2 separate regions of the Sus scrofa genome follow, and region 2 is linked to region 1. A link is a contact called in public promoter capture Hi-C data. All regions are on one chromosome and are shown on one strand. Each heading gives the region's core, a stretch centred on a gene start, on an enhancer-like site or on the middle of the called end of the contact. The rest is flanking DNA. Distances are from core to core; before and after follow the strand shown. Region 1 holds the start of RASSF4 (Ras association (RalGDS/AF-6) domain family member 4). Region 2 holds the start of ZNF239 (zinc finger protein 239).

The links. Promoter capture Hi-C pulls out the DNA fragments that hold promoters and counts their contacts.
Region 2: a contact with region 1 is called in a promoter capture Hi-C map of fetal skeletal muscle, with 3 times the contacts expected there. The contact joins the promoter of ZNF239 here to the promoter of RASSF4 in region 1. A contact is called at or near these places in 1 of 5 promoter capture datasets (fetal skeletal muscle) and 1 of 2 datasets of contacts at active chromatin or transcription factors (alveolar macrophages).

The regions. Positions count from the first base shown.
Region 1 is chr14:91,136,594-91,142,177 of Sscrofa11.1, forward strand. It overlaps RASSF4 (Ras association (RalGDS/AF-6) domain family member 4), which reads right to left and starts at 1,900. Exons shown (of 11, transcript NM_001243337.1): 1 at 1,784-1,900.
Region 2 is chr14:92,188,391-92,194,086 of Sscrofa11.1, forward strand. It overlaps ZNF239 (zinc finger protein 239), which reads left to right and starts at 1,435. Exons shown (of 3, transcript XM_021073009.1): 1 at 1,435-2,496. It also overlaps the pseudogene LOC102167823.

The DNA.
Region 1 (5,584 bases), core at 650-3,149:
TTGCTGTAAAGGTGAATGAGGAAACAGGTAAGATGGGACTCACATGGGATTCACCCACAGTAAACGGAAGTTCCCAATAGTTGTCATGGTGGGAGTCAGGAGCTCCAGAGAGACTGCGAGGCTCTGGAGATGACAATGTAGGAATCAGAGAGGATGATGGTTCTTGGCAAGAGAATGCGTGAGCCAGGGCATCTGGCTGAATTCATTCTCAAAACCAGGGTGCTTTCTGGTAGACCCTATAGTCAGAGTCTCCTCTTTGAGCCTTTGCATTTACAGGATCTGAATTATAGCACATGCTGGAGTTCTGTTCATGTTCTATTGTTATAGGTCATTGTCTAGTTGACCCTGACCCAGGGGGACCCAGGACCTTCACTCTGTTGTCAACCTCCAGACCACTCACTAGAGTCTCACATGGCTCCACATCCCAACTTTCACACCAACACTTTAATCCGTGGCCTCAATCTCACTTTTCCTGTAAAGTCTTGAACCACCGGCACCACACACAGAGAGGATAATGACAAAAACTAATGAAAATGTTCTGACACTTGAAATACACTCACTACAACTTCCAGCCAGCATTTTTTTTTTTTTGACCTAAGTTTAAGACATTCTTCTTCTCTTCTCTCCCTTCCCCTTCTCTCCTTCCCTTTTTCTCCTCTCCTTTTCCAAGCCTTCCTTCTTCCCTCCTTCACCCTAACAATGCCCACCAAATGGCAGTGGCTAAGGAATTACTCTGGGGAGCAGGAGGCAGGCAGGTCAGCAATTTAGTAGTTGTCTTTATTGTATACTCATGGCGTCTGGAAACAAATCTCGATCTTGCCATGAGCAGTTCAACTACAGACACTGACAATGAGGGCCTTTCTGCAAGTGCAAGTACATGGATTTGGAGTCCAATCTGCTTGGGCTCAAATTCCAGAATCCCTTATTTATTGTGATCATATTTAATTCCTCTGTGAAGTGGGACTACTAAAGCTCTCTAGATAGTGTTTTAAGGAAACCCTGGCTCTGTCCTGGCATTGATCCTCAAGTGAGAGAAGGCCCTCCCTCCCCCAGGGTTGTGCCGGATTAATAAAAACAGAAGCATTTCTTCTGAGTGGGAAGTCAGGACTGAGAGTCAGGAGCACAGGGGTGAGCAGGGTGGCTGGCAGGGTGAGCTCTGAAGTCAGTGGGTAAAATGAATGAGACCTGGCACAACAAGCCCTGGGTTACAAGGCTGACTCATCTGGGTAAAAGTGGACAATTCCGTAACATTTTAAGCCTCAGGTTTTCTCATCTGAAAATAGGGATAATCAAGGCTATGAGAAGTAGGTGTGATATTGTGCTAAAGCTCTTAGCACAGGTCTGGGAACAAATCAAATGTTCTATAAATAGCGACACTGAAGCCTTCTTTCTGCTATTATCTGGGTGTTCATGGTCTTCCATCCATGAAATCTGAGTTGTGCCAGAGACGCTGAGTCTTTCCCCCTAATTCTCAGATCAACGCTTCTAGGATACTGGCTAAGATGAGAGGCAAGGTGAGCAAAGATGTAGACTGCGCAGGATTTAGCTCCTAACGTGCCCTCTCCTTGGAGGAGGTGCATGGCACAGTGCCCACTCTCAGCATTGGGCCCGTGGCCCGGAATGCTCCAGGCTGGCAGAAGGAGGGGATTTTGCACGCGGCAGGCAAGGCGCACAAGTGCCCAGACTTAAGAGCTCCTGGCTGGGGAAAGTCCTGGGCTCAGGCGGTGGGGGGAAGTTGGTGCTCTGTGGACGCCCCGAACTCTCTTGCCCATGCATCACTCACCGTCCACTCATTGCGCTGTCCAGAAGCCGCTGCCAGTGCCTCGCCTCGCAGTCACCCGAGGTGCCTCCGCAGCGCCTACTGCCCTGTTCTCTCCAGCTTGGGGAGTCGGGCCCGCCCCTCCCCGCCCCTCGCCAGCGCCGGCCAATAGAGCTGCCCTATTGTTTCCTTTCCGTCCCGCCCCTCCCCGGCTCTTCCCGCCCCGCTCCGCCTCTCTCCCAGCGCAGGCCAATTGCGTAAAGTCTCCTTGTCCAGCCCGCCCAGCTCAGGGTACACAGAGGAGGGCGGGCTCCGGGCGGTGCCTCAGGAGCCGGGCAGAAGGTTTGGGGCGTGTAGGCTTTCCAGGGTGTCCCCTCGGGCGTACACTCCGGGAATTCCCGGAGACCCACTGAGGAAGCAGCTCGGATCGGTCGGGAGGGTCTGATAGGCGGGCCAAGGCCAGGGACCCTGGGGGAAATGACACCCTTGGATTTCCAACAAAGGTCGTGCAGGCCTCGCAATTACTAGTGTGTGTCTTGAGAGAGGAGGTTATCCGTCTGGAGCAATGTTAGTTTTTGCTCAAGGGCCACCTGCGTGCAATCCTACTGTTTGCTTGACGTGGCCTCTCGAAGCTCCACCGCTTTTAAGAAATCAGATTCTATGATGGTTGAAAGGAGATAACCTCCCAGTTAAGGCCTGCTGGAGGATTTGCTTGCAAAGAGGACAGAAGACCACAGGCCTTTTGGGGAACTCAGAATAGGTCAGTGATTCTGGGGTGTGGGGGCGACAGGGAAGGGGAAGAGGCTGATGGAAACATTTGCAATTTCTGTTTTATATCACTATTTCCAGTACTGACCTCAGATTTCCCCTCCCTTCCCCCATAAATAATTTTATTTTTCATAATTTTACTTTTCATTCAATCTGTAGTTCCTTTTTTTTTTTTTTTTTTTTGCTGTTATAGGGCCACACCTGTGGCGTATGGCTGTCTTAGACCTACACCACAGCTCAAGGCAACGCTGGATCCCCAACCCACTGAGGAAGGCCAGGGACCAAAACAAAGTCCTCATGAATACTTGTCAGATTTATTTCTGCTGCACCACAATGGGAACTCATGTAGTTCCTAATCCTTTGAGTCATGTGGACATTTTAGAGTCTGATATGGACCTTCTAGAAAAATGCAGCTGCCTACATAGGCAAAAATTAGCCCTAGATTTGTCTATGGGCCCTTGGAGCCCACTTGAGAGAGGCTGTGCTTATCATTGTTAGCGCTGCTGGATTTGGAGTAAAGAGATTGGGCTCTGCCATCTACTTCCTGCACGATCTTTTCATGTCGCAGTTGCTCTGGGTCTCAGTTTTCCCACCTGTAAAAATGAGGGAGCTAAAGGTGACCAGGCCATGGATCGTTCAGCTCTGGCTTTGCAGGAAATTGTGAAGAATGAATCATCCTCTGCCAGCTCAGGGCACCCCTGTGGTCCGGGTCCTCCAGCCCTCAAGAATGCTGATCTAACTGATACCATCTCCAGGGTGAGAACTAGCCTGGAATGATGATTGGCTTCTGGGAAGTCTGATGTATCCTGCACTCTCGTGGTGTGTCAGGCACTCTGCTAGGTGCTTTACGACAGGGATCCCACACAATGCCTTCAACATTCCTGGGGAGTAGGTATTACTACCCCCATTTTACATGGAACATAAGTGTCCAACATCACGTACCTCTAGAGAATCACCTTTTCCTTCAGTATTCAATGAAACTATGTTTGGCCTGGAGCTCACTTACAGTGGGTCTTGTGTATACCATTAGTTGCCAATCCAGTACCCATTCCCTTCTTTGCAAGAAAGAAAAAGAAGAAGGAAGGAAAGGAAAAGAAAAGGTAAAGTTGAGAGAGAGACAGAGAGGGAGAGAGCAAGAGTGGGCAAGTTGTTTGGGCAGCAATGTGCCAGCCCCTAGTGATGGATCACGACAATTTGTATTTTTCATACTATACTTCATGAAATTAAGTTAGAGCGTGAATTGACTAGTATTTTTTAAAATAGAAAACATCAGTATATAGAACACATAGTAAGTGTAAGTTGTATCTCATGAAACTTTTGTTTGCATTATATTTCAGTTATGTATATTAGGCTGTGATATAAAAAGCATCTCCCACTGTGGGGCACAATCAAAAAAGGTTGAAAGCCATCATCTAAGCATCTGAGTCAATCATGACAATCCTTTTCATGGCTTTTCCAGCTTCCTCTGAAACTAGAAAGGGTCACACGACCTACTTCTGAGCAAAGAGAGGATAGGTGTGCTGGAGGTGGGGAGATTTGAGGGAGAGTGAAGACAACTTTTGCTCTCCCGATAGAAGAAACGAATGAATACCACTTTGCCCTGCCTTTCTGTCTCAAATGTGGATGTAATGTGTAATGTCTAGAGCACTGGCAACAATATTAAGGTTATAACACAACATGTCCACATACTAAAGCTGGTGGAATACAAAGATAAAAGGAGTCTGGGTCTTCATTAACATTATGAAGCTGCTGCATAAGCTTCACCACCCTACTCTAGACTTCCTGCCATGGAGAAAAAAAAAACCCTATTTGTTTAAATCAGAGGTTAGAAAGTCTTTTCCATAAAGGGCCAGGTATCAAGGATTTTAGGCTTTGTGGGCTAAGTGGTCTGTGTTGCAGCTTCTTAGCTCTACTGTTGCAGATTGAAGCATCCATAGAAAACATGTGAATCAAAGGGCATGGCTGAGGTTCCAATAGAACTATTAGCAAATAGATGGCAAACCACATGTGGTCCATGGGCTGTGGTTCGCTTGCTTTTTCTCTAGATGATCTTGCCATTTTAATGGTTCCTCTGACCGCATCTCCTCCTGCTTCCCCTTCTTGTCTCTGTTCTGATCCCACTCTTTACCCCACATACGAGGCCCACTCCCACCTCTGGGCCTTTGCACATGCTGTTCTCTCAGTCTGGAATGTTCTTCCTCCAAATGTTTGCAGGACTCACTCCATCTGGTTCAGGTTTAACTCATAAATTGCCTTTTCTTTGAGGTCTTCCCTGGCCCACTATCTAAAATGCCAGTCACTGGCCCACAAATACTACTCTGTGGCATGCTGTGTCTCTTACTTCTTCATCAGGAGCTCCTTAAGGGAGGGAAACTGTATCTGCTTCCTCAGATATTGACCCTGTGTGGAAAGTCAGGTGTTTAATCAATTTTTGGTGTAAGATTGATTTTTTTCTTTTTGCAAGATTTAGGTAAGAAAACAGGGAGGTTTATTATCCCATCCAAAGGGACAAAGGGAGTAAAGTCAGAATCTGGGTTTGCCCCTTGGTGGCTCTGCTGGTCATGTTTGTGCCACCAGGAAATGAGTGTAAAAATGAGAAAAACAGGCCTCGGGGAAGCTAGGGCCACTCAGAAGTTTCTGCATGACTTCTTTCCCCAGGGCATCACCCCAGTAGGAGGCCTTTGGGAATTCATTAAGGCACAGAGCATTATTCTGTTATCTTTCTATAGTCTCACTTTTTATAGCATTCCTGCCTCAGAAAATCTTTAGAAAAATCATTATTTTGTAAATAGTCCAGGCTGACTTGTAAGATCCATAAAAAGCCAAATGGAAGCACTCATGATCCAACATTTTTATTTATTAATTTTAATTAATTAATTTATTATTTATTTTTGTCTTTCTGCCTTTTCCTGGGCCGCTCCCGTGGCATATAAAAGCTCCCAGGCCAGGGGTCGAATCGGAGCTGTAGCCACCAGCCTACGCCAGAGCCACAGCAACGCAGGATCCGAGTCACGTCTGCTACCCACACCACAGCTCACAGCAATGCCAGATCCTTAA
Region 2 (5,696 bases), core at 185-2,684, 1.1 Mb after region 1:
TTGACCTTAGCAGTCATAAACTGAAAGTGAGACCAATCACCAGAGCCATATTTTTCTCAGGACACATCTGCTACACAGGTACAGGTGTGAAATAGGCAAGGAGTTGGATTCAACTAGATTTGATATTTTATCAGGAAAATAAAACCAAGGAAGATAGGAGCAAGACACTGATCATAATTATGAGCCACTCCCTCTAAATTGGGTGGGGTGGAAAATGAGAACATAAAGGCGTGAGAGTCAGGGCAAGAGTGATGGGATGGATAGGGAAGATTTAGGGGAACATCAGGTCCCAGAGAGATCTTTTGTTCCCCAGACCAAAGGCAGGAGAGCACCTCCGAGGAGGAGGCTCTCCAAATGTGGTAGGCCCTCTAAAATATCCACGTTAATCCCCAGAAACCATGAGTGCTACCTTATAGAGCAAAAAGGGATTTGTAAATGTGACAAAATTTAAGATCATGATGTGGAGAGATTGTTTTGGATTAACCAAGTGGGCCTGATGTAATCACATGTAGTTAGTTCTCTGGAAGAGTCTGCACCAGAGAAAGTAACTATCAAGCTACCTTATTAACTTCAAAGGAAGCAGAGATTGGAGTCATATGCTTTGAAGACGTAGGAAGAGATCACAAACCAAGGAACATAGACCATGAATTACCTTGAGAAAGGCAAGGAAATAGATCCTCCTCTAGAACCTCCAGAAGAACCCAGCAGTGCTGACACCTTGACTTTAGTGCAGTGAAACTGATTTCAGACTTCCGACCTCCCAGAACTGTAAAAGATGAAATTTGCGTCTGTGATACGTCACTAAGTTTATGGTAATTTATTACAGCAGCAACTGGAAACTACACCAAGAAGGGGAGAGACAAAGACGAGAGGACTAGAAAACAGCTCTTTCATCTCCAGGATTAATCTGAAGGGAAAGTATTCCAGAGAGACCAAGTGAGCATCCCTGTGTCATTCAGTGAGGGGTGAAAACAATGGAGAAGCCACTGAGGAGAATTTTGGTGCCATTCCCTTGAAGGCATTAAGAACTAAAAGGGCCTCAGAGAGAAAGGTTTCTGTGTAATCTATGATACACAGTACTATCAAATTTTACAAATCAAACTGCAGGCCTCTATATACAGCATGACCTCATTTTTGTTTTCAAAAAGCATATTTGTATAAGCCGCTAAATGAATGAACTTCTGATTTTTGAAGGAGAGGAAAAAATTACGGGTAATGTACATTCTTTAACCCCATTAGCGCTTTAATAAAACGAAAATACACTTTAATGAGTATTCCTAAAATAATTCTTATGCGTTTATAATTTAAAACACACAGACGCACTAACACGGATAACTCCAAGGAACCAGACGCAGACCTCAAACAACCGCGAAGGGCACTGGACGGAGCTCGTGATACTATCCTCCCACGCCGCGCCGCGCTAGGTCCCAGGGCGGCGCCGGAAGTGGGCGTGGTCCGCCCGCGGCTTTCTGGGACTTGTAGTTCGGCACATAGGCGCGGGTGCGGGTCAGTGTTGCCAGTGTTGCGAATCTTGCGCTTCCAGGTGTCCGACTCCAAGTGGGAGGTGAGAGCTGTCTGGCAGAAGGCGCAGCCCGGAGCAGCCCGCAGCGAAGCATCTGGCTGTCTAGTTGTGGGAACGCTGCGGGGCAGGCGCTGGACCGCAGGGACCCGGAAGCCTGGCGGGCGGCCGTGGGAGGGCGCGCGCCCTGGCGGAGATGAGAACGCGGGCCGCACGTGTGCCCACGCGCTTCGGCCGCTGCTGCGTTCCCAGGATCGGCGGCGATCACCTGAGACCAGGCGGCCCCCACTGCTGAGCCGCCCGCGGTTCCGAATGGCCCTCCTCTCGCCTGCCTGAGCTCCGGCCTCGGCTGGCCTGGGAGCTTCGCAGTTGGCCATACCGGCCTTTTCCACGCCGGTGACTGGCCCTACTCGAAGGAGATTTTCGGTGGACGTTAAGGGACCGAGAGGGGGCCTTTGAGGGACTGAAGTTTCCATCCCCACAGCCCTGTCCTCGGTGAAAAGAGAGTGCGTCACAGGCCGTGCACCCCAGAAACGAGTCAGGCCGTCAGGTGTCGGGCAGCCGAAATCTCTCCGGAGAGGCGATACATCTAACCCGACAGCTCCTACTGCTCTAACTAGAACTTGAGGGCAAAAAAATCCGCGAAGCCTGGGGAAATGGGCACATCTTAAGAGCTGCTGGGAAGGATGGGAATTTCTTACCCTGGTGGGTTTGCGGGGGAGGCTTGGCATATTTGATCCGAAGCCCAGTGGAGAGAGGTGAGGGAGGTGCAGCATGGAGAGACAGGAAGGGTACCCCAGCAGAGGGTGTATGAAGGAAGGTTGCAGGAGCTGAGTAACTTTTTTCCTACAGTCTTGCTGGATTGGCTTGTCTGTGTCCTGCAAAGTGGACGTGATTTACATGGATTTTTCGCTTTCCCTAACTCTACCTTTCCAGGAGTCTGTCCTTGCTGACAAGAGGAAATGACCGAGTTCCAGGTGAGTTGGAGTTTTTCTTCTCTGAGACTGGAAATACTTTCCTTTCCTTCCTCTCCTTTCCTTTCTTTTCTTGGGAAGGACATCAGGATTAACTTGAGTGCCTGTCTGGTGTCAGGTCCCGTCTTGGTTCTCTATGTTTTTTCTTTTTATTGTCATACTTCAGCGTGAGACATAAAACATCTTATAAACATGAGTGTAAGAACATTAAGATACTAAGAGCGTATGGTTATCAAATGATGTCATCAGGGTCTGCACAGAAAACATGCGACTTTAAATTCCACCTCAGTTTTCACTGAACTACACTGCTTCCATGAATTTGGCCCACTCCCGAGAGCACTGGGCTATGCTCTTTTATTAAAGACTCCACATAGCATTTTTGTCTGGTCCTGTGTCTCAAACCATGCCTTTTCCTGCCAGACATTTCACTCACATTGAAATTCATTCAGAGTTGTGACATGCACAATCTAGTGGTCTCAAGAAAACAAACAGAATTATAAACAACTGTGCTTTTTGTCATGAGCAGATGATGTGTATTAAAAAAGTATGCACATTAACAATGATTTATTAAACACGAAAGATCAAAAACATGAGGAAATTTGTTAAATAACAGCAGAGTAGTTACCAGATCACTCCCAGAAATGGCTCTTCAGTCAGGCTGTGCGTCACAATTATCAGAGGTGTTCTTTAAGAATTAAGACCGAGTCAGGATTGTTAACCACAGAGCCACGAAGGGAACTCCAAGAATTAAGGTTCCTAGGCATCATTCCCCCACACCTACCAAAAGGAGAATTTCACTCCTTTTTTATCCCTTTGATCTTTGTACATCCAAAAATTTATTGTGACATATTTCTCTACATACTTGGATATTTCTTTACATACTTACCACCTAGGTAGATAAGATAGGTTGCTCATCTTGCATGCTCTCATTGTTTTGTTGCTTATACCAGCATATCTACATGTTTAATTGGTACAAGAAGTTGAATTACCATGCAGCATTTTTTTAAAGACCAATTTCTCATTGGTTTCCATAAAACCATTTCTAGGAAGTTAGGTCAAGACTGTCAGTATCATAGAATTTTTGAAAAGGAAGGGGTTAGCCAGCCCCTTCTCTGCCTTGGTGCCGTTATCTTACAGAGGAGAGGTCAAATTCTGAGGGAGCTAAAGGGGAACACCATGTCTTTTATTGCAGAGAGCAGCAGAGCCAGAAGTAAACCCCATGTTTTCTAACTCCATGCACTTCCTTCTCCATAACTAAACAGGTCATCACATCAGAAATTATTTGAATAAAATATCAGGCTGGATTTTTTTTTATAATTAGATGAAATTATTTTTTTAAATTGGAAGTATAGTTGATTTACAGTGTTTCAGATGTACAGACTGGATTTTAAGGAAGAAAAAAAATTAGTTCTTAACAATATCACCAACAAAACCATCTTTTTGCTTAGTCCTCACATCCATGGGAAAACACCATGTGTGCTTATAAAAACCTGTTTAAGGAGTTCCCATCATGGCACAGCAGAAACAAATCCAACTAGGAACCATGAGGTTTGCCAGTTTGATCCCTGGTCTCGCTCAGTGGGCTAAGGATCTGGTGTTGCCGTGAGCTGTGATGTAGGTGGCAGGCATGGCTTGGATCTGGCGTGGCTGTGGCTGTGGTATAGGCCGACGGCTACAGCTGGGATTTGACCCCTAGCCTGGGAACCTCCATATGCTGCAGGTGCGGCCCTAAAAAGACAAAAATAAATAAATAAATAAAAATCTGTTTAAAAGGACAGTAAGCTGACTCAGATACTGAGTGTGACATCTCAGTGCCTTGAAAATAATTGAGAGGGAGTTCCCATTGTGGCTCAGCAGGTTAAGGATCTGACTAGTATCCATGAGGATACGGGTTCAATCCCTGGTCTTGCTCAGTACGTTAAAGGATCCAGCATTGCCGTGAGCTGTGGTATAGGTCACAAATGCAGCTCGGATCTGGTGTTGCAGCAGCTGTGGTGTAAGCTGGCAGCTGCAGCTCTGATTCAGCCCCAAACCTGGGAACTTCCATGTGCCTTAGACAAAGCCCGTTTAAAAAAAAAAAAAAAAAGGAAGAAAGAAAGAAAGAAAGAAAAAAAAATAATCGAGAACTTCAGCAAAGATTGACCTGAGTAAAAGCCTGTGTTCTTATTTTACTTCCCTTCTGTCTCTTCCTTAATGAAGATTGTTTATTCACTATGACGAAGTTAGGGATTGCTAGCATATTGAAATTTAAGATTCTGGCATGTGTTAATAAATTTCTGGAGTTCTCTTCGTTGCTCAGAGGTTAGTGAATCCGACTAGGAACCATCAGGTTGCAGGTTCGATCCCTGGCCTTGCTCAGTGGGTTAAGGATCTGGGGTTGCTGTGAGCTATGGTGTAGGTTGCAGACCTGGTTCGGATCCTGTGTTGTTGTGGCTGTGGTGTAGGCCGGCAGCTACAGCTCCAGTTAGACCCCTAGCTTGGGAACCTCCATATGCTGCAGGAGCAGCCCTAGAAAAGGCAAAAAAAAGACAAAAAAAAAAAAAAAAAAAACAGAAGTCCCGTTTATCCCTTCTCCCTTTGTGACCTTGGATAAGTCACTTCACCATTATGAACCTTAGTTTTCTCATCTGTAAAATGAGAGTGCTGAATTTGATGATCTCACGCTCTCTTTGTTTGTTTTGGCTTCACCTGTGGCATTCAGAAGTTCCCAAACTCATGCCACAGCAGTGACAATGCCAGGTCCTTAACCTGCTAAGCCACAAGGGAACTTCCTGAAAACTTTCATGTCCCTAACTTCACTCTACCCAGGTTCTGGTCATTTGCTATCACAGACTGTCTGCATTGAGTAAATCTTGTGCAAATATCATTTCACAACTATGCCAGGAAACCTAAAGAATAAAACCCCCAGGCTGGACTGCTGAGTGTGTACGTTTGTGACTTTGATACTTAATTATCAAAATGTCCTTTGGAGGGGGGAGTGATACCAATTTATACTCACAAGCCGTGTGTGTCGCCAGGCTTTGGGTTTTTCCAGTGTTAACAGGGAGAAAATGGTACCTCAGCATAGTTTTGATTTAAATATTTTATATTGTTATACTGCTTTTTTCAGTTTATCAATATTTGACATTTCCTATTAACTTCTTTATATCATAGATGAGATTTAGCTCTTTTTTATGTTATATCCCCCATAATGCCCATCTTCC